2 separate regions of the Mus musculus genome follow, and region 2 is linked to region 1. A link is a contact called in public promoter capture Hi-C data. All regions are on one chromosome and are shown on one strand. The core of a region is the stretch at or near the end of the contact, and the rest is flanking DNA. Distances in the headings are between cores, read along the strand shown.

Evidence for each region. Promoter capture Hi-C pulls out the DNA fragments that hold promoters and counts their contacts.
Region 2: a promoter capture Hi-C map of liver shows a contact between it and region 1, with 7 times the contacts expected there. A contact is called at or near these places in 2 of 39 promoter capture datasets (liver and pre-B cells), 1 of 484 Hi-C or Micro-C datasets (B cells), 1 of 130 datasets of targeted methods (trophoblast stem cells) and 2 of 9 other capture datasets (macrophages and pancreatic islet).

Annotation. Positions count from the first base shown.
Region 1 is chr19:8,796,396-8,799,841 of GRCm38.p6, reverse strand. It overlaps Polr2g (polymerase (RNA) II (DNA directed) polypeptide G), which reads left to right and starts at 1,285. Exons shown (of 8, transcript NM_026329.2): 1 at 1,285-1,383; 2 at 1,509-1,618; 3 at 2,447-2,606. The coding sequence starts at 1,372.
Region 2 is chr19:7,215,952-7,219,082 of GRCm38.p6, reverse strand. Cox8a (cytochrome c oxidase subunit 8A) reads left to right here and starts at 1,467. Exons shown (of 2, transcript NM_007750.2): 1 at 1,467-1,684. The coding sequence starts at 1,571.

The sequences.
Region 1 (3,446 bases), core at 36-2,535:
CTACATAATAAAACCCTGTCCCTCAAATAGAAAAGAAAGTAAGCCTAGTGCATGCCTGCAGACATAATCTTTTTGTTTGTTTGCTGTCTTTTTGGGGTTTTTTTGTTTTGTTTTGTTTTTTAAGACAGCCTTGTTTATGTGCCCCTGGCTGTCCTGGAACTCACTCTGTAGACCAGGCTGGCCTCAAACTCAGAAATTCACTTGTCTCTGCCTTCCAAGTGCTGGGATTAAAGGCGTGCGCCATCATGCCCAGCTAAGTGATTTCTTTTTAATTATGTGTACTTAATAATGTATGCTACCTATGTGTGAGTATGAGCCTATGAGTACTGGTACCTTCTGAGGCTACGAGAAGATTTCAGGTCCCCTTAGAGCTGGAGTTGTGAAATGCTAGTGTTAGTAACTGAACTCAGGTCCTCTTTGAGAGCTTTATTTTTATTTACATGTAAAAAAAAAAAAAACCGTTATTCTTATTTTATATGTGTGAGTGTTCTGGCTACAGCTATGTCTGTTCACCACAAGGGTGCTGTGTTCATGGAGGCCAGAGGGCACTGGATCCCCTGGGATTGAAGTATAGATAGAGAGTTGAGTCAGCATGCTTGTGCTGGGAATCAAACCTGGATCCTTTGGAAGAACAATCATATCCCCAGCTGCCTAGCCTTTCTTTTTATTTTACAAGCATGGGTGTTCTGCCTGTATGTGTGTTTGGGTACCACTCACATGCAGTGCTGAAGGAAGCCAGAAGAGGATGTCAGCTCTCCCTGAGCTGGAGTTACAAAGAAGAGTGTGAGCTACCCTGTGGGTGCTGGGAATTAAATCCTGGACCTCTGCAAGAGGAGCAAGTGCTCTTAAGGACTGAGCTATTTCTTCAGCCCCCAAATTAAATAATAATAATTTTTTGGTTTTTTTTAAATATGTGTAAATGTTTTACAGGGTTGTATACACAGCCCAGGTTACCCTGGAACTCACTTTGTAGCTGTGGCTTAGCCTTAAGTTTAGAGATCTGTTTGCCACGGCTGGGTTTAAGGGCATGTGGTAAAAGTCAGACCTAAAATAACTCACATTTTTTGGTTGGTTTTGGTTTTGGTTTTGGTTTTGGTTTTGGTTTTGGTTTTAGTTTTGGCTTTGGTTCTTCGAGGCCGGGTTTTTCTCTGTAATCCCGGCTGTCCTAGAATTTGCTTTAAGTAGGAGGGGAGTATGAACGGTGGTGGGCAGGCCTGAGGGGCGGGGCTTCATGTATCCCCGCCCATGACGTTAAGACTCAATCAGCGCTGCGGAAGCGACCGCAGAGAAGTGGTGGGACTTCTGCAAGTGCTTCCGGAGAGGTCTCTGCGTGGGAAGTTCTGGGCGCTGCGGGCCAAGCTTCTGCAGAAGATGTTTTATCACGTGAGCTGGATGCGGGGTAACTGTGAGGGGCAGTCACAGGAGGATCCTGGAGGCCCGGAAGGGCCGACAGGTCGCCTCCTGTCCTCAATGTGGCTGGCTGAGTCTCCATCTTCCTTTCTCTGCAGATTTCCCTGGAGCACGAGATCCTCCTGCACCCACGATACTTCGGTCCAAACTTGCTCAACACGGTGAAGCAGAAGCTGTTTACCGAGGTGGAGGGGACCTGCACTGGGAAGTGAGTTTCTGCTTCACAGAGAGGTCTGCTGAATGCACGCACAATGGCGCTAGTCTCTAACCTCTTCTTAACTCCTTCTGTCAGGGCTTGTCGCTTACTCTGAGGAACCCTTTCACCCCTCCAGGCACCTGAAGCAGCCAGTTTTTGCCTGTTTTAGACACTCTGAAAAGCTACTAAAGAAAATTTTCTTCCCTTATGTGAGATAAGACCGTTATTATGCAAATGTTTTTGAGTTTTGAGATGGCCTCACTATGTGGACCAAGCTGGGCTCTAATTCAGAGATCTGCCTGCCACTGAGTGCTGACATTAAAGGCTTTCATCACAATTCTCTGACTCGTTTGTGGTTTTTGAAAGACCTGTCTCAGCTTTGACCCTGGCAAGTCCTCCTGCCTTAGCCTACATGGTACTGAGAGAATAGGTGTATGTCAGCATATCTAGGCCTTCTTGGGCATTTACTGTACCATCATGAGAGCATCATTTAATATTTCATGTGCTAAGCTGGTCGGGGGTGGCGCATGCCTTTAATTCCAGCACTTGGGAGGCAGAGGCAGGTGGATTTCTGAGTTCAAGGCCAGCCTGGTCTAAAGAGTGAGTTCCAGGACAGCCAGCGCTACACAGAGAAACTCTGTCTCGAAAAAACATATATATGTGTGTGTGTGTGTGTGTGTGTGTGTATATATATATATATATATTTAGGTGCTAATCTGTGTCCTGTCTCTTCTTGATCAATGAACCATCTGAACAGAGGTTCTTTCACACAGAGACTCTTATTGCTGGTGGCTTTTCAGAGGCTCTTCACATAGCTGTCTTCTTTCATTTTTCATGCAGATATGGCTTTGTAATTGCTGTCACCACCATCGACAATATTGGTGCTGGTGTGATCCAGCCAGGCCGAGGTTTTGTTCTTTATCCAGTGAAATACAAAGCTATTGTTTTCCGGCCCTTTAAAGGTGAAGTGGTGGATGCTGTGGTCACTCAGGTCAACAAGGTAAGAGTATTATTCATAGAAAGGTTATGGGGTATTTCCTAAGGTGAGGGTTCAGTCCCTAGTCCACTTACTAGTTGCCTTAAGTCTTTTGTTGTTGTTAAGATTCATTTTATCTTAGTTTTTTGGTTTTTCTTTTCTGGTTTTAGGGTTTTCTTTTTTCTTTTCTTTTCTTTTCTTTTCTTTTTTTTTTTTTTTTTTTTTTTTTTTTGAGACAGGGTTTCTCTGTGTAGCCCTGGCTCTCCTGGAACTCACTCTGTAGACCAGGCTGGCCTCGAACTCAGAAATCCACCTGCCTCTGCCTCTCAAGTTAAAGGCATGTGCCACCACTACCCAGCAGGTTTTTTGTTTGTTTGTTTGGTTGGTTGGTTGGTTGGTTTGATTTTTTGTTTGTTTGTTTGTTTTTGTTTTTAGAGACAGGGTTTCTCTGTGTAGTCCTGGCTGTCAGTTTTGTACTTTTGTTTTTGAGGCAGGGATTCACTGTGTAGCCCTGGCTGTCCTGGAACTTACCCCATAGACCAAACTAGCCTTAAACTCAGACATCCACTTACCTCTGCCTCCTGAGTGCTGGGATTAAAGACACGAGCCACCACCACCCAGCAATTTATTTTAATTTTAACTATGTGTACTTGTATGTTATCTGGGGTGAGTGCAAGCCCATGAGTGCTGGTACCTTCTGAAGCTTCAAGAGGGTTTCAGGTCCCCTCCTACCTGGAGTTGTGAGACCCTGGATATGGATGCTAGGAATTGAACTCAGGTCCTCTGCAAGCACGGTTATGCACTCTTAATTATTTAGCCATCTCTTCAGTCCCTTAGGTCACTTTTTGGTTCTTCACTTTCCTT
Region 2 (3,131 bases), core at 218-2,717, 1.6 Mb after region 1:
CTTTTTAAAAAAGAAAGAAAAGGTGTTCTAGGTAGAATGTAAAGAGTAAAAAGTCCAAAATCTGGAAGGGTGGAGAAGAGACCTAGGAGCAAGGACAAAAAACAAGCGATATTGAGAAGTCAGACAGAAGGGCAATATCCAAGATCCGGGCCTTGTCTAGAAAGCAATGGGGAGGGCTGGCAAGATGGCTCAGTGGATAAGAGCACTTACTGCTCTTCCGAAGGTCCTGAGTTCAAATCCCATTGGAGGCCCTCTTCTGGTGCATCTGAAGTCAGCTACAGTGTACTTATGTATTAATAATAAATAAATCTTTGTGCCAGAGCAAGCAGGGACTGAGTTTACAGGAGCGAGCAGAGCTGACCGGAGCAAGCAGAGGTCTTAAAAATTCAGATCCCAACAGTGACATGAAGACTCACAACCATCTGTATAGACACAGTGTAATCACATACATAAATATTTTTTTAAAGAAAGCAATGGGGAACCACTTGATCAGGTATTTGTCTAGTAAAACAAGAAGGAAGGAGAGAGGAGAAAGGAACAGAAAGAATAAAGGCAGAAGGGAGACAGGGGATAAAGAAGAGAAAGAAGAGAGGCAACAAGGCATGGAACATAGGAATAGAAGCAGAAAAGTTCAAGGTCATTCTCATCTACACGGTTTTAGGACAGCCTGGGCTACTGGAGACCTTAAAAAACCAAAACTGGCCGGGCGTGGTGGCGCATGCCTTTAATCCCAGCACTCGGGAGGCAGAGGCAGGCGGATTTCTGAGTTCAAGGACAGCCTAGTCTACAGAGTGAGTTCCAGGACAGCCAGGGCTACAGAGAGAAACCCTGTCTCGAAAAACAGAGAACAAAACAAAACAAAACAAAACTGTCCTAACACACACAAAAGGAGGAAAGCAGAAGTTGAGAACAGTTACCAGTTATGTGGAAACGGGTTTCTGAGAGGATAACAGTAAATGACAGGAGTCTCGGGGCTGGAGAGAGAGCTCAGCGCTTAGAAGCACTCGCTGCTCTTGCAGAGGTCCAGTTCAGTTCAGTTCCCAGCATCCACAAGATTACTCACTATTGCCTGAACTCCAGTTCCAGAGGATCCAACACCCTCTTTTGGCCTCTCTGCGTTCTGCATACACAGATGAACATGCTGACAAAACACTCATAAAGTAAAACTATGTTTTTAAAACTAGAGGCTTACTGGTGGCGAGCTGGAGTCACTAGTACAGTGCTGGCAGAGAGAGGATCCTAGTTAAATGAATGGAGGGAGGAGCCAAGGAGTCAATAGACTTGTAGCTTGTGTGATTGGGTGGCTATGCGTGTCACTCTCGAAGAAAGTGGAGGTGGGAGCAAAGGTGTCTCATTTCTCCTCCCATCTGTGTAGGATGATGTCGGTTGGTTGTTTCGAGGAGCGCGCCAAAAACAGCCCAGGCGGGCGAGGGGGCTTGTCCCGACGTCATTTCCGAAATACTTCCGGCTCGGGCGTCCGGCAACTTCAGCGCCGGAACTTCCGGCTGGTTCGGCCATCTTGACTCCCTGACCTTGGACTGGTCCTCGTCCGTGGTCGTTCCGCGCCGTCATGTCTGTCCTGACGCCACTGCTGCTGAGGAGCCTGACCGGCTCGGCCCGGCGGCTCATGGTGCCGCGGGCTCAGGTCCACTCGAAGCCGGCGCGGGAGCAGCTCGGGGTCCTGGTGAGCGGGACGGACCGGGAGCGGGGAGGTGGGCGAACTGTGGTAGCCTGCGACATTGGCTTAGGCCTGTCCTCAAGGCATGGATGAGACAGTCGCTCGGCTGCTCCTAAGCCCTAGGTATTTTTCCCAAGTTCCTGGATGTCAGGTCAGCCCGCTAGTTTGTTTACTCTGTTCGGCCTCTCTAAACCCGTCTCTCCTTCCATTCCCCCCCCCCCCCCACCGCAGGGGAGGGCATGCCTGGTAACTGGCAGCGACGTCATGGTTGTTACTGCTACATTTTATTATTAAGGAGGGCTGCAGAGTTCACCAGGTCTACATTCCCAGAGATGTAGGAGCATTTAGATACTAGGACAATTTTTACTTTTAAAACATTAGTTTAAAAACATGAGGCAGGGTCTCTTGTAGCCCAGGCTGACCACATTTGACTTTGAAGCGATAATCTCTTTAGTGCTGGGATAACAGGCCTGTGCCATCACTTGTGGTTTATGTGGTGCTGGGGATCAAGCCCGGGACTTTGTGTTAGGCAAGCACTTTCTTAATACTACACCGCAGCCTAGGCCCCCCCATCCCTCCCTTTTTTGGAGCTCTTCTGTTTTAAGTGACAATGGGTCATGAATCCAGATATCTGGGCATTGAATTAGGGGTAGAACCAAAGCACTGCCACTGAAGAAACAGTGACAACCAAGCCATGCCCTCTCTTACGCCCATTTAGTGGGAGGTTGAGGCATGAAAACAGAGCTCGGGAATTCAGGCCAGCTTGGGCAACATACTGAGACTCTGTCTCAAAAACAAGAGTCTGGGGGCTGGAAAGATGGCGTTTGGTGCATAGCCTCATGAAGACTGGTTCAGGTTCCAGCACCCATATAACAAGCTTGTAACTCCAGCTCCAACGCATCTGACATCCCGTCCTGACCTTGGGTAAGCATGCAAACACATACCTGTGCTCACACACATGCATCATACAAATATAGATAAAACACATCTTTAAAAGATACAAAACCCCAGCAGGGCAGTGTGGCACACGCCTATAATCCAGCACTTATGCTATAGAAGCTGTGGATCTCTGAGTTCAAGGCCAGCCTGGTCTACTGAGTGAGTTCCAGGACAGCCAGGGCTACACAGAGAAACCCTGTCTCTGTGTAGACAACAAACAACAAAAACAAAAAAAGAGAAGAAACTGTATAGAAAGCAAGGACACGTGAGAATGGTTTATTTAAGAAGTATTCGCTTCACCAGCATGAAGATTTGACATTGACTACCCAGTAACCGGCTAGTCTTTAGCCCTAGTGCTGGTAGGGGGAGAGGGGCAGGGAGCTCCCTGGATTCCACTGTTCAGCTTGTCTAGCCAAAACAGTGAACTTCAGGTTTAGTAAAAAAAAACCTGTCTCCAAAAAAAAAAGAAAGAAAGAAAGAAAGAAAGAAAAGATGGAGAGCTGTTAGATGAGAT